Regions from separate parts of the Mus musculus genome. Here all the other regions are linked to region 1. Evidence: chromatin contacts called from public Hi-C, HiChIP or PLAC-seq and promoter capture Hi-C data. All regions are on one chromosome and are shown on one strand. The core of a region is the stretch at or near the end of the contact, and the rest is flanking DNA. Distances in the headings are between cores, read along the strand shown.

Evidence for each region. Promoter capture Hi-C pulls out the DNA fragments that hold promoters and counts their contacts. A called contact is a pair of places that touch in the nucleus more often than the background predicts. HiChIP or PLAC-seq counts read pairs in DNA pulled down with a chosen protein or histone mark.
Region 2: a contact with region 1 is called in a promoter capture Hi-C map of neutrophils, with 4 times the contacts expected there. The contact joins the enhancer-like site here to the promoter of F930017D23Rik in region 1. A contact is called at or near these places in 13 of 39 promoter capture datasets (3T3-L1-derived adipocytes, the C10 cell line, the HPC-7 cell line and 10 more), 1 of 15 datasets of contacts at CTCF or cohesin (the NIH/3T3 cell line), 6 of 484 Hi-C or Micro-C datasets (the HL-1 cell line, bone marrow-derived macrophages, embryonic stem cells and 2 more) and 12 of 115 datasets of contacts at active chromatin or transcription factors (craniofacial prominence, differentiating embryonic stem cells, embryonic basal ganglia and 6 more).
Region 3: a contact with region 1 is called in a Hi-C map of bone marrow-derived macrophages, with 36 read pairs. The contact joins the enhancer-like site here to the promoter of F930017D23Rik in region 1. A contact is called at or near these places in 7 of 39 promoter capture datasets (the C10 cell line, cranial neural crest, embryonic stem cells and 4 more), 1 of 15 datasets of contacts at CTCF or cohesin (the NIH/3T3 cell line), 20 of 484 Hi-C or Micro-C datasets (the 63-12 cell line, B cells, the HPC-5 cell line and 16 more), 27 of 115 datasets of contacts at active chromatin or transcription factors (the SCID.adh cell line, acute myeloid leukemia, astrocytes and 19 more) and 4 of 9 other capture datasets (adipose tissue, bone marrow-derived macrophages, liver and 1 more).
Region 4: a contact with region 1 is called in a Hi-C map of bone marrow-derived macrophages, with 28 read pairs. The contact joins the enhancer-like site here to the promoter of F930017D23Rik in region 1. A contact is called at or near these places in 13 of 39 promoter capture datasets (the C10 cell line, the HPC-7 cell line, cranial neural crest and 9 more), 2 of 484 Hi-C or Micro-C datasets (bone marrow-derived macrophages and nephron progenitors), 17 of 115 datasets of contacts at active chromatin or transcription factors (the 230-238 cell line, the SCID.adh cell line, craniofacial prominence and 11 more) and 4 of 9 other capture datasets (adipose tissue, embryonic stem cells, liver and 1 more).
Region 5: a contact with region 1 is called in an H3K4me3 HiChIP or PLAC-seq map of bone marrow-derived macrophages, with 4 times the contacts expected there. The contact joins the enhancer-like site here to the promoter of F930017D23Rik in region 1. A contact is called at or near these places in 1 of 39 promoter capture datasets (pre-B cells), 1 of 15 datasets of contacts at CTCF or cohesin (the NIH/3T3 cell line), 3 of 484 Hi-C or Micro-C datasets (LSK cells, embryonic stem cells and uterus), 8 of 115 datasets of contacts at active chromatin or transcription factors (bone marrow-derived macrophages, craniofacial prominence, embryonic forebrain and 4 more) and 1 of 9 other capture datasets (liver).

Annotation. Positions count from the first base shown.
Region 1 is chr10:43,592,037-43,594,736 of GRCm38.p6, reverse strand. F930017D23Rik (RIKEN cDNA F930017D23 gene) reads right to left here and starts at 1,310. Exons shown (of 3, transcript NR_033558.1): 1 at 1,174-1,310.
Region 2 is chr10:44,068,710-44,071,409 of GRCm38.p6, reverse strand. All of the region lies in intron 1 of Crybg1 (crystallin beta-gamma domain containing 1), which reads left to right. Among named protein-coding and RNA genes, the nearest start is that of Crybg1, 79 kb to the left of the region's middle. Within about 2 kb of position 1,394, at least 122 of the 459 cell types and tissues checked have an H3K27ac peak or open chromatin away from gene starts, as enhancers often do. A contact at or near this core is called in the HL-1 cell line, the HPC-7 cell line, bone marrow-derived macrophages and 4 more, where this site is marked.
Region 3 is chr10:43,909,407-43,912,106 of GRCm38.p6, reverse strand. It overlaps Rtn4ip1 (reticulon 4 interacting protein 1), which reads right to left. Exons shown (of 9, transcript NM_130892.5): 3 at 2,132-2,200; 4 at 1,190-1,314. Among named protein-coding and RNA genes, the nearest start is that of Rtn4ip1, 9.0 kb to the right of the region's middle. Within about 2 kb of position 1,291, at least 33 of the 459 cell types and tissues checked have an H3K27ac peak or open chromatin away from gene starts, as enhancers often do. A contact at or near this core is called in the 63-12 cell line, the HPC-5 cell line, LSK cells and 3 more, where this site is marked.
Region 4 is chr10:43,870,309-43,873,008 of GRCm38.p6, reverse strand. No RefSeq gene overlaps it. Among named protein-coding and RNA genes, the nearest start is that of Qrsl1, 30 kb to the left of the region's middle. Within about 2 kb of position 1,333, at least 11 of the 459 cell types and tissues checked have an H3K27ac peak or open chromatin away from gene starts, as enhancers often do. A contact at or near this core is called in the HPC-7 cell line and bone marrow-derived macrophages, where this site is marked.
Region 5 is chr10:43,997,246-43,999,945 of GRCm38.p6, reverse strand. Crybg1 (crystallin beta-gamma domain containing 1) reads left to right here. Exons shown (of 22, transcript NM_001368305.1): 4 at 599-2,700. Among named protein-coding and RNA genes, the nearest start is that of Gm40636, 30 kb to the right of the region's middle. Within about 2 kb of position 1,300, at least 80 of the 459 cell types and tissues checked have an H3K27ac peak or open chromatin away from gene starts, as enhancers often do. A contact at or near this core is called in the NIH/3T3 cell line, bone marrow-derived macrophages and pancreatic cancer cells, where this site is marked.

The DNA of each region.
Region 1 (2,700 bases), core at 61-2,560:
CAGGTGTGATGGCACTTGTCTATAATCCCAGCACTCAGAAGATGGATGCAAACTGGTCAAGCATTCAAGGCCACTCTTGGCTACACAGCAATTCTGAAGCTTATGATGCCTGAGATTCTGTTGCAGTAAGTTAATAAATATCACACACACACACACACACACACACACACACACACACACACACACACTTAGCTTCAGTCTGTGTTTAAAAAATATATATGAAAACAATTTTCTGTTTAGAGGTTGGTATGATCACCAAGATATCCAACCATGTGTATTCAAATATTCCAAAATATAAAATACAACCCCTAAGGTTTTCAGATAAGAGATACACAACCTGTAATAAGTAGATACAAACCCTAATACATACTGATAAGCACAGCAGCAATTGTAAGATCATACAGGGAACCCTCGTTTCCTGATTGCATTTGCACCCGTGTCTCAACAAGTGTTGAGACACTAGCTGTCTTTCATAAGCTCCATGAAACAATTTAAAATTGTTGTACTGTGTTTAATTAGAAAGTCAATTATGTTGATTCATCAGAAGAAATCTCTCCCAAGTCCTCACTAAGTACAGGAGGGTAAAAAACACCAAGTCACTGACTAAAGATGATGGTGTCTCTAGAAATAATAAAAGTGAACTTGTCTTCGTTTTTGTGGGCTCAGCTTAAAAACTCGATGCCCAAGTGTCTGTGAGTTGGAGAGCAAGTTTACGTAAGCTTGGGGAAAGGAAAGCCCATTCTCAATCGTGGAATTGTCTAAGCGGAATGGAATCCTCTCGTATTTATAAACTAGAAAGTACCTGGTCGAGTGAAATCGCTCAAAAGCCCAGAGATGCTTCCAAGAGCCTTGCAACTGGTTGATGGATGCAGACTGGAATCAGGATCTTCTGGAAAGGGTGTCTCCAGCGTTGGACAGGGGTGATTCATGCAAAATCCATACAGCCATTCAAACAAGACCTGCTGTGGTAGGACCACACTTCCTGCTCAGAGGTACCATTCAGCTAAAGAATGTCCTTGATTATTTATTCACCAACTCAAGAGAGCACAACCCTCCGTGGATCTCCATGCCTTCAGGGAAGACATTCCTGCACACAGAGCAGAGCCACAGCACTGCGATGCCCCTTTGGGTAGGAACCAAACTGGGCTGGGAGAAAGTGGCCACCTCACTTACCTCTATTCACGCCCCTGGTGAAAAGGTCTTTGCTGAGCACAAAGATTTGGCCCAGCCCGCAATTGAAATGATGGCAGCATTGCTCGTACCCACGCCCAGCATTTAGTGTCTCAACTTTGCTGTGCTTTAGAATCATCTGCTTAGCTCCTCAAACCTCCGGAGGACTGGGCTCCACCCAGACCTGTTTATCAGAGTCTCCTGGGCAGGGAGAAGTATGAGTATTTTCTCAAGTTTCCCAAGTGGCCCTGCTGTGTGCTGTCATTGAACCCCACTGTTATAGCTGGGGAGGTTCTTCTCTAATGCAAAGAGGTCCTGAGAGACCAGTCATTTAGAAATAGTCCCAACTTCTCTTCAGACCTAATAGACTAGCAGAGGTCTGCCCTTCCTCTTCCCAGCTACCCTGGTAATAGAGTATGAAAGTAATCTATTTCACTTACCATCCATTGCTTACCTACCCTCTGCCATAGCCCAAGAAATGAGGAAGGCAGATTCTTTCAGGGAACAGCAATGTTGACAGAAAAGTCATAACGAATTTTTCTGCCCTAGCAAGAAATAATCCTGCCAGTGTGTCCATTCATTGCAATGGGCCAGATTTCGTACTGAGGCTTTGTGTGTTAACTTGTTTGAGTCTGTACCCACCCCATGAGATAGGTCACATTACTATCAAGCCCATCTGACAGGCAAGACTCCGGGGTAACAGAAACGTTGGGCCCTTTGGCTAAGATCTTTTAGCATTTGGTAGCAGGCAACAAGCTGAAAGCCAACAGAAGCCTGGATCGACCACCCTCACCTTGGTTACATTGGATGGATGCATTGAAGTATCATGAAGCCACAGCCAGGGGTGGTGTCTAATGCCTGAGTTCAAGGCCAACATGGACTGAATACTGTGTTCCAGGATAGCCTTGGGACAGAGAGAACTTGTCTCAACAACAACAACAACAACAAAGAATGTGATCTGAGTTCAGGAGTGGGGTGGATGGACCTGGCAGTAAAGTGCTTGCCTTAGAGGTGGAAGGACCTGAATTTGATCATCACGATCTACATTTAAAATGTTTTTAATTAAAAAAAAAAAAAAAACCCTGATGGTGGTTGGTACTATTTCTAAATGGCTGGTCTCTCAGGAACTCTTCCTTTGATTTAGAGAAGACCTTCCTCTATCTCTAGCAGTGGTGGTACATAATCCACCACGCTTGCAATCCACATGCTGGGAAAGTGGACACAGGTGACTCTCTGGGGAGCAATGGTCAGCTCAGATCAACCCACTCGGCAAGCTCCAGGTAAATAGTGCCTAAGGTTGTACCGTGACCTCCACGAGCATACACACACTTCTCGTGTGCACTTGCACACACAGATACACTTGCATGCATGCCCACACACACACACACACACACACACACACACACACACACACACACCACACACCACACACCAGAGAGAAAAGAAAATGAAAGAGTCACACAGATACGAAAAAGAAGGTATTTGAAGGATGGTAAGCAGTCTGATGTGGCTGAAGATGGGCTGAAACTT
Region 2 (2,700 bases), core at 145-2,644, 480 kb before region 1:
ACAGAGGTACCTTTAGGTAACTTCCTTTTCAATAACTATAAGGTTAGGAGAACTCACTAATAATACTTGTTCAGACGGCAGAGGGCAGTACAGCATCAGTTTATACGCCCCGTCAGTCAATGCAGCTGTGTTGGTTGTGAGCCTAGCTGAGCCACTTCTATAACCAGTCCCAGGCACTTACTCGGGCACTTTGAGCTCTGCATTAATCCCTACCCACTATAACACAAAGCAGTGCACATCTGTCTGCTCCAGGAGCTAGGAGGACAGCAGAAGTGTGGGCCACAGGCTGAGGATTCCCACCCCTTACCTATCTGTACTGGGCTGTTTTCTTTTTTAAAGAGCCCAACACTGTTTTACGTAAGCTTCAGGGATTTTTCTGAGAAAAGGTATGTGGCTCTCTAACATAAGAGGATTCACTAGCAAGGATACAACCTTACCATTATTTTTAACAAAATCAATTGCAGGGAGATGGTCTCTCTGGTTTTGCAAAAGAAACTCAAATGAAGGAAAACAGGAAGGATAAAGTGAAAGGAGCTGACAGCTGTTTCCCACTCTTAGCCATGACCCTGAGTAAATGCAAGCACTTAACAAATATTGACTAAGGCAGAGTAATATCTGCCCCTTAAAAGGGAAACAGGAAAGACTTTAATTAAGCCCAGTATGATGAAGCACACAGAACCAGATGGAGTGTTAGGAGTTCAAGGCCAGCCTGGTCTCCATAGTGAGTTCCGGACCAGCCAATGCTTCACAGTGAGACTCTGTCTCATGAGAAGAAAGAAAAAAATTTAGAAATTATTATAATTATCAAATTAATAAACAGGTTCTGTTAAGACTCCATTGCAAGATGGCAGTTTTAGAGGATTTAATTTTGTTTTATTAACCAAAACGATTGTTGTCCAGTAATGACTGTTTTATTTTTTTTAATAGCTTTTATTTTAGATTACAATATAATTATATTATTTCCCCCATTCTTTTCTTCCCTCCAAACTCTCTCACAAATCCTCCCTTGCTCTATTGTAGCCTATTTATTTATGTATTTATTTATTTTGGGTTTTTCGAGACAGGGTTTCACTGTATTGCCCTGCTGTACTGGAACTCACTCTGTAGACCAGGCTGGCCTCGAACTCAGAAATCTGCCTACCCCTGCCTCCCAAGTGCTGGGATTAAGGGCGTGTGCCACCACTGCCTGGCAACATTTAGCCTTTCTTATGGTTCCTCTAGCCTAATTGTTAGGAGTGAAACTAAAATTTACTTCATTAGGCATGAAAAAGTACCCAACTTTCCAATTGGCTTTTGCTGTTGCAAACATTTATCAAGGTTGGCTTTTAGGCTAGGGAGATTTTAAGTGTCTAGTCCTTATGCAACTGTTCTTCAGAACTGAGTGTGTTATAGCCCTAGGCCTCACAGACCTCCAGAGGTGGGGGTGTGGGTTTGTTCCTTTTTATGCATGTTGATATCTGGCATGGCTAGATAGATGACAGTGATAAGATTCCCAGAATCTATAAAGCTTCTGCATGACTCCCAGTGTTTTCTTTCTATGTAGTAGAAAGAAACCATCTTGTAGGTTGTATTTTAGGCCATTACCCTACAGTCTTGGGGTTGTGGGTTTGTTTTGTGTTGTGTTGTGTTGTGTTTGTTTGGTTTTCGTTTTGACAGGGTCTCACTTTGTAGCTATCCTGGAACTCATTATTTAGACCAAGCTGACCTGGAACTCACAGAAATTCTCCTGCCTCTGCCTCTGACTCCTGGGTGCTGGGATTGAAGGCACTGTGTTTTAGGATAAACACTTGTACAATAACTTTACTGTGGCTGAGGCATCTAGAGGAAGTGAGGAGTCCTTACAGGTGATAGGAGCATCTGAGGTGTGTGAAAGGCTGCCCTGCAGCTAAGCCTGCCTCATGATGACCTCTGGGCCCACACATCTCCTGGCCTTTCATTCCCGCTCACCTAAGTCCTGGAGCAGCGTGTGAGATGATGATTGGAGTGGCCAGGTGCGTGGCTGCTGTTTGGATCTGGGTCATGAGGAAAGGGAAGTCACTGGTATCTCCTCCTCCCTCAGAGGCAGGTCTGAAGTAATGAGTGTGCCTCAGACAGCACTTCCTGTTTCAGAAGAGCACTAGGCCAGGCCCTTCCCTGGGACTGCAAACGATAGCTCTCTCCTCCTCTGGCCACTGATAAGAGACCTGCCTCAGGACGGTGTGTATCTTGAGTCCGGGAGATCACGAGTACAGGCTTACCAAACAGAATCAACCCTTGGGTCCATGCTAAGCCTTACTAGTGTATACCATGAGTGAAAGGAGCAAGCAGACAGGCATCCTGGGTTCAGCCTACTGTGAGGCCTAAATCACATGGGTTTCTACTTCGATGCCTCAGATTCAGTCATAAACATGGCCTGACTCTACCTGTATCAGTGTTACAGTAAGTGTGGGGAGCTTGTTTCACGAGAAAGCCGGGCAGCAGGTAGAGAGCATCCGTTTTTGCCTCTCCCCACTCATTCTTTCCTAATAGAATCCTAGGTTTGTCAGATGTCTGTTCTCTGAATGGACACAGTGTCCTTCAGGCTCCAGGCTCAAAGGAGCAGGTCCAGGAACTGGTTTGTCGTGTAATGACATGTGACAAGAAATGGCTTTTGGGATATTTCCTCATTTCTGAGGAAGATGCACAAGAAGATAGCCTGGCATTTCTGTGATGTCTGGAACT
Region 3 (2,700 bases), core at 42-2,541, 320 kb before region 1:
CCTCTGCTGAGCCAGTTCTCCGGTCCCTATGTCAACTTTCTAAATACTAACTACACTATTATGTCCTTGTTAATAGCAGAAGCCACCACTTACTGAGTGTCACCAGTTTTACATGTATAATCTCATTTGATCTTTAAGAAAAACTCAGAGAAATGACTGACTAGGTTACCCAGCTATGAAGGAGCAGAACAGAACATGCCTGGGAAGCTAAGGTCCCTGCTCCACAGGGGTCCATTTCAGAGCCTCCGCGGTCACCTGCACTACAGGCTCCTTGCACACTGCTCGTTCTTATGCATACAGAACCATGATAAGGTTTATAAATTGGATAAAATCATGAATAAAACCTTGTAATTTATGACAAAGCTAACAAATGTAACAATTTGCTGAAATAAAAGTTACATGGATGTGAGATCTCCCTCTTGCTCTCTCGGAATATCTTACTCTCCTGAACTCACCGCCTCAGATCCTGGCTAACACAGGCGATGGGAACTGTAGAAGGTGTAACCATGCATGACGAGGACAAGTGAGCCCAAGACTGTCACTGCTTCACAGCTGACCTAAGCAAGCCTCTATTCTAGTCACCAGAGCATCAGAACCAACCTCAAAAGGAATTCAAGAATATTCAAAAGCGGTTTGTAGGCTTATTAACATCTACAAACTTGTGAGCAAGCCCAGGCCAGGGTAGAAAGCAAAACTCTCAGCTTGGCACAATCTTTACACATAGCAGAAGGCCCTCACCCTTTCTAGGAGCCTCACAAAAGCTGAGCCTTGTCGCAGGAGGTTCACATAGAAAAATTTTTCCCAGGGCTCAAGAGATGGGTCAGCTGTTATGGTCACCTGTGCTCTTGCAGAGGACACAAGCTCCCTTTTAGGGGACACACTGGGTGGCTCCTGTAACTCCAGTTCTGAAAGATCTAATGCCTTCTTCTGGCCAAGGCACCCACATGCATCTGGCGCACATAAATTCACAGGCATACATACAGTACACATGTATGTAAAGAAAAAAGTTTACATGCCTAAAATAGGAGAGCGACCCCTAGAGATCCCAACTACAAGATCCCTTGTAGTCCCCACCTGACCCTCCTGAGAACGAGGCTTTACAGTAAACGGTACCAAGCGCTAGTGTGACTGCTTATGCAGGTAAGGGTAATCTCAGCACGAGCAGATGAGATGGCCACCGGCCACTTACCGCTTCCCCTTGCAGTTCCTGTCACTCAGGCCGCCAACCTTGTTTATGGCAGACCAGGCCGTGAGAGCCACATATGGCAAAGAGGCAGCTTGAGTATGAGTAAGCGATTTGGGCTTGTGTGAAACCTACATTGAAAGAAAACAGTCACAGCTAAGCAGGAACTTACAAGCCTACATAGACAGCCAAGCACATTTAACCTCACAGGGAAGCAAGAACTGGCAGAGAACTTCGTAAACCACTCTGGGTTCAGGGATAACTGCACAGCCTACTCCAAAGTCCCTAGTCTCAACAGTCCCTAAGCAGCAACCTAGAGGCTCAGTAATATTTCGCAGGCTACATTATTAGATGTAGATACTTCACTGTTTATTTTAAAAGACCATATATGGGGTTCAGACCCAGCTATATACCCAGAGTTAAATTCAAATAAACTTCAAGTCCTGATAAACACATTTTAATTAGTGAGATTAACTGCTTCCTTCCTGTTTTCTGGAAAGTAATTTTCTAGACTTTCTCCTACCCTAGTAACTCCTCCTAACTCCTCCTCCAGGCTTCCCTCCGCGGCCAATTTCCTCAATATTAACCCTTCCTCTCTACTTAAATCTAGGTCCCTTGACTCTATTTGATTAAACGTCTACCGCTATTCTAAACAGCTTGATACCTCCACACCTCTCCCTTGGATACACGTGGTTCATACTGGGTGGAGGGAAGAAACTGGCCGGCCTCCAAATCTCCGTCCAGGTCTCTGCTCTATGGGATGAAGATGGCTGCTCTCGCAGGCAGTGCTAACAGAAACACCAAGTATTTCTCAGCCTTCCAAAGTTTCCTATTCTTTATTTTGGCTCTCTCTAAAACATGAAGCTAATCTGAAAAGCCACCAGGGTCTCTAGAGACACCTGCCAGTCTTTTTTATACAGCTATGCATTTCAGCAGACAGTGCGTTACCTCATTCCCACTGACCACAACAAATTCTGAGAGAGTGCCTTGCTTCCAAGGAGGAACTGCAGCCCAGACCTGAAACACACAGACAGACAGCTTTATTAGATTAGAAATTTCTGAGCAAAGCTAAGCATGAAGATATTCCCTAAAAACACAGCTACCCAGAGGAGGGGACATGGGGCTCCAGTGCAAAAAAAGTTAAGTTTAACATGATACAAATGTTTTGTTGAGTATGATTCTGGAGTTATGAACTCAAACCACACTGGAAACACCTACGTAAATATCCTGCCACACTCAGCAAGGCTCTCTGGGGCTTGAGTACTAGCTCAGCCACTTACTAACTGTGGCTCTCAGCTTCTAGTTTTATATATATATTTTATTTTATTTTTTTTAGACCAATCTCATTGGGTAGCCCAGAGTGACCGCAAACTTGAATCTTCTCATCTTGGACTCCCTAGTGCTGCGATCACAGGTGACCTGCACCACCAGCTGGCTTCATAGCAAGGCTTTCTCACCTGCAACCTGGCTGTGCTAACTTACAGGAACTGATCTCTGTGAAAAGGAACCACATGGCT
Region 4 (2,700 bases), core at 84-2,583, 280 kb before region 1:
AGCATCCTGGTCAGAAGAGGTAATGCAACATGAAAGCAAGCAGAAAAACAAAACGAAACTGTCGAGGTTGGGTCTGCTGCTATGCATTGTGACTCTAAAGACTGGCCCTGGTTACCTCAGGGACAAGAGAATCTTCACCTAGACTAAGAGGTGCTGTGACTTTGCTCCTTAGTTTAAAACGATTGGTTAAATAATGATGCTAGCACCTGATAGCTGAGCAGAAGAGAGGTAGGTGGGGTTTCAGTTCCTGGGATTAGGGTCTGAGAAGAAAGTGGAGAAAGGAGACACCGAGGCATGGGTGAGTCGCGAAAACATGGCCACAAGGGCTGGCCAGTTGGAGTTAAGAGCAGCCCGGATGAAACAGTAAGTCATAACTCAGGGTTAATGATAGGGAAGTAGACACTAATGGCTTAGGAGTTGATATCTGCCCAGCTCTAATGCTTTAAAGGCATATTATAAGTATAAAAGTTTTGTATCTTTTATCCAGGATCTGAATGATGTAGGGAGTAGCAGAAACTCCATATTGAAATTAGATACTTAATACAACAAACAAATCAAACCAAACAAAACAAAACCTTTTGCCCAGTCTTGTCTAATTTGGTTTATTTGTTTGGAGGATCTTGTTGGTTTGTGTTTGGGGGTGGTGGTTTTGTTGTTGTTTGCTTTTTTTTTTTTTTTTTGAAACAGGGCCTCACTATATAGTCATGGCTGGCCTCAAACTCAGAAAGATCCACCCACATCTCCCTTACGAACGCTGGGAATAAATACACGTTTGTTTTTGACACAGTGTCTTGTTATAGAGCTCATGCTATCCTTGAACTCATTATGTGGCTTAGGCTGAACTTAAATTCCAAATGCCAGGCTTATAGGCATGTGCCACCACACCCTGAAATGGAAAACTTTTGGAGAATATTTACTCTTATGCCTATATCTCGCCCTGAGCTGCCCTGATTCCTTGAATCTGGAAACAGGGAAGTGAAGCAATTCTACTCTCTTGTAGAAGATCCCACTAGCATAAGTGCATAAATGATACCAAATTTGTTTTTCTTTCTCCTCTATCTTTACTGTAAACCTAAGATATCTCACTGTGCCAAGTCATTTTTTGGAGAATTTGACTGATGTGATTTTTAAGGTGGGGAGGCAAAAGTTAGAGTCAACAACAGAAGCATGCCAATGTGAAAAAAAAAATGCAGTGTGCTTACAAAAACATGGCAGCCTGACACCAGTAGAGCCAAAGGATAGTAAGGAAGTGAGTGTTCCATGGTGGCCCATACTTAAATTACTGGAAAACAAAGGGGCAGAATGTGGCACCAGGTCATGTCATGGTAAACATGAGTCATCTAGAAAAACATGGCATGTACAGAAGAGGAACTTCGAAATAAGCCAAGCCAAGCAGTGATGCTTTGATGGAAAGTGGCCTGTATAGTTTGTGTGTGTGTGTGTGTGTGTGTGTGTGTGTGTGTGTGCACAGAGAAGCAAGTTCAGGTGTTGAGGTCAGAGAACAACACCTTTGTGGAGTTAGTTCTTTCCTTCCACATTAGGTAGATTCTGGACTTTCTCAACCAGGGCCTATACCCACTTGAGCCACCTAACTGGTCCATCTTTTGAAACTTCTGATGGAAATAATACCTTCAGAATTAGAATAACTGTGGTTTCTGGGTTTTGTCTCATTATTGAAGCCAAGAACACCAGAGTTGTTATCTTAGCTACTTGTTGCTGTGATAAAATACACATCAAACAAAACTCAGTGGCTAATTTGGACTCATGGTTTGAGTACAGTAGGTGGTGGGGAGCTTGAAGCAATTAGTCACATTGAGTCCACAATCAGGAAGGAGAAGACAACACTTGTGTTCAGCCTCGTCCTTTTAACGCAGTCCAGGGAATGGTGCCAGTCTCCTCTAGGGGGAAGTCTTCCCACCTCAGGGAACCTAATCTAGATAATCCCTCCAGTGTGCTGGAGGCTTACACCTCAGCCGGTTCCAGTTCCTGTAAGACGGCAGCCAAGACTGACCATCACATTTGCCTCAAACTCAGCCTCAGCTTCCCAAGCACGAAGTTACAGCTTGCAGTACCGTATCTGGCCACTAGAGGAGCAGGACCGTGAAAAGATGGTTCAAGCTATCAGAGGCCATTTAAGATCGGTATCTTCCATTAACGACTTAAAGCAGTGTATGCCCCAGAACAGAATCCTGAGACCTTTTCAAAAGCAAGTGATATTTGTTAACATTAAGTAAAAGCGCTCTTTTTTTCTTTCTTTATACTTCGATGGAATATAAATCCAAGGAGAGTTCTAGGCAGTTAGTTAAAAATTCATCATTACTAAAATATAAAGGGAAATAGTTGAATAAATCAGTAATATGAAACAAAATCAAGGGCAGGGAATACAGCTAGGCTTAATACTGTATGGTAGCATAGTGTGGAATTACCCAGACGCTTTCCTGGCGAGGCAAAGTCATGGGATTTAAAGTCAGATAAGCCTACCTGCCTTTGACTGCTGTGGTTGCCTTTGAGCCGTAGGTAACACACCCAAGCTTCTTTACTCTGATCTATAAAATAAAGGTACAGTCTCTGTGGAGCCGGTTAAATTTAAGTGATGTTCCACATGTGCCTAGCATGGTGCCGGACAGACAGGTATTCCATAATTCGTGGTTATCAAACAGTGCCTGAGACCATGGGCTTGAGTGCTTCTGACTGAGACAG
Region 5 (2,700 bases), core at 51-2,550, 410 kb before region 1:
AAACACTTTCCATGTTCAGAGGGACAGCTCAGTGGATACAGTGTGAGGACCTGAGACCCATAGAAAAGGTGGTCATGGGAATGAGTGTCTCTAATCCCAGCATTCCCGTAGTGAGATGGAAGATGGAGCCAAGAAAAGCTTGGCAGCTCCCAGACCTGACAACTTGGGTGTGCAGTGCTGAACATCGAGAGACTGTCTCAGCAAAGTCGAACCTTGACACCCATGGTTGTCCTCTGACTTCACACATGCATGCATGCATGCATAAATACATACTGCGCATTTAAAATATGGGAAGGCATTAAGTATTTAAATTTGTTCCTTATACCTTGTAATGTCTGCCAGTTCAGTGCCACTCACTGTGAATGAATATGAATACTTGGTAAATTAATAGTTTCTTAGATTTATAGTCTCATCTGTCATATGTAGGTAAGATACTTTATATTAAAAATATGTGCTAGTGTTTGTAGGATTGTTTAGGAAGTTTCATGGGAAAGCAGATACACACCAGGGGATGCGGACTTTGTGGTCTCTTTGGCAGCTGGTTTGTATGTCGACTTAACACCAGGCTGCTAACTGCCCTGTTGCTTTGTCCTTGCAGCCCCGCCAGACCCAAACATGTGGAACTAAATCTGAAAACTCCGAAGAATCCTGACAGTTTGGGAAATGAGCACAACTCATTTAGCCAGCCAGTTCATAAGGGGAACACAGCCAACAAAATCTCCTTATTTGAAAACAAGCGGGCTAACAGTAGCCCCCGCCACCCCGACGTCCGTAACACAAGGAACAATCCTCCCTCTAGTAAGACATTTGTTGGGAGGGCGAAGCTGAACTTAGCCAAAAAGGCCAAAGAAATGGAGCAACCCGAAAAGAAAGCTGTGTCAACCAGCCACCAGAATGGCCTGGTGGTCAAAGAGCCATCTGCAGAAGGGAAAGGCACAGCAGTCCCTGTCCCCAGAGAAGAGATTCGTCCAGCCACCAGAGGAGGGGAAGGAGAGTCCACCAAGGATCAGGTCCTCCGCCCTGAGCCTGAGCAAAGTGATAAGCTGGATGTACAAACAGACACTGCCTATCCTTCCCACCCAGGGCCCACTGCTCTGGTTCCTGTGAAGGACTCTGAGCTCTCAGGAGAGGGCCAGCCAGAGGCTGCTGACAGCAAAGGCCCCGTCCTTAACAACACAAGTGATGTTGCACAGGACATCGCTGCCATTTGTGATGCCAGAGAGGCTCCCCCAAAGCCACAGGATGCATTTTCTGACTCACAGCCAGCTTCAGCGGCTGAGTCAGCTAGGGAGTCATCTCTCCCGCCTTCTGCACCCATTTCTGTGGACGCTCCCCAAGATGGCTGTGTTCAAGTTCCCATATGCAGTGTTCCCTGCACTGCTCTAGAAGTGTCAGAAAACCACAATGGGTGTGTTTCGCCAGTCTCTCCTCACACTGAGAAAACTCCCATCTCCAAACCTGGAGTGGGAGAAGCCAGTCCCCCTTCCACTCCAGAGCACAGCCCAGAAACTATGGGGAAAGACTGTCCCTCCAAAGTCCTCGTCCAGGTCCGGTCCTTTGTGCTTCCCGTGGAGAATCCTCAGGATGTGAGCTCTCAGGTCATCTCAGAGAGCTCTGAAGTTAGAGAGGCACAGCTGCCAAGCTGTCACAGTAATGAGCCTGAAGTGGTGTCTGTCACCACTTGTGTTCCGCAGCACGAGGATGCACCAGACACATCACCCAAGGACATCCATCACAGAGAAGGACATGTGGCACAGTCTCGACCACACATCACACAGTCAGGACCTGAGAAGGCTCCGCCCATCCAGAGCAGCAGTGGGATGCCCCAGACAGCGGAGTTCATCCTCACCCACTCTCCCAGCAGCAGAAGTCATGCAGAAGGCCCCCAAAGGCCAGGTCAAGATGCGACCAGCCCACTTACCCCTACCAGGCTTTTGAACATTTCTGCTGGTAGTGACAATAGTGTCTTGGATTCTTCTTCTGATATGGAAAAATTCACTGAAATTATTAAAAAGATGGACAGTGCAGTATGTGTGCCCCAGAAAAAGAAGAAGGCCCGGGTCCCAAACTCTCCAGCCCCTCACTTCGCTATGCCTCCCATTCACGAGGACAGTTTGGAAAAGGTGTTTGATCCCAACGTGTTCACCATTGGTTTAGGGAAGAAGAAGGAAAGCCTGGCAGAGGTGTCACCAGCTTTGCACTTGTTGCAGAACCACGACCCCATATCCAAACTGAGAGCCAAGCGTGCATCCACCGAGCAGAGCATCGTCTTCAAGTCCTTGCACACTAACAGTAATGGGAAGAGCGAGCCACAGACCACTTCAGAAGCAAGTGACAAGGAGAACAGGGACATCAACAGCGGCGGCGTTAAGAGGTCACGGCTAGAAAACAGCACGCTTTTCTCAAGCATGCTTTCTTCTCTGCCACAAGACAAAGTCTTTTCTCCCTCCGTGACGTCAGTCAACACAATGAGCACATCTTTTAGCACTTCTCAGAACAGCTCCGTATCTCAGTCATCAGTGGTACAGCCCAGGAAGGAGGGTGGCCTGCCCTGTGGCTCAGACAAAGAACAGCCACACCTTGCACCCCACAACTCCTTAAAGGTCTTCAATTTCAATTCATCAAATACATCTCGTCTGGGTTCCAGCCACATGGAAAAGTACCCACAAAAAGAGGGAAGCAAGGAAGATGTGAATTCTC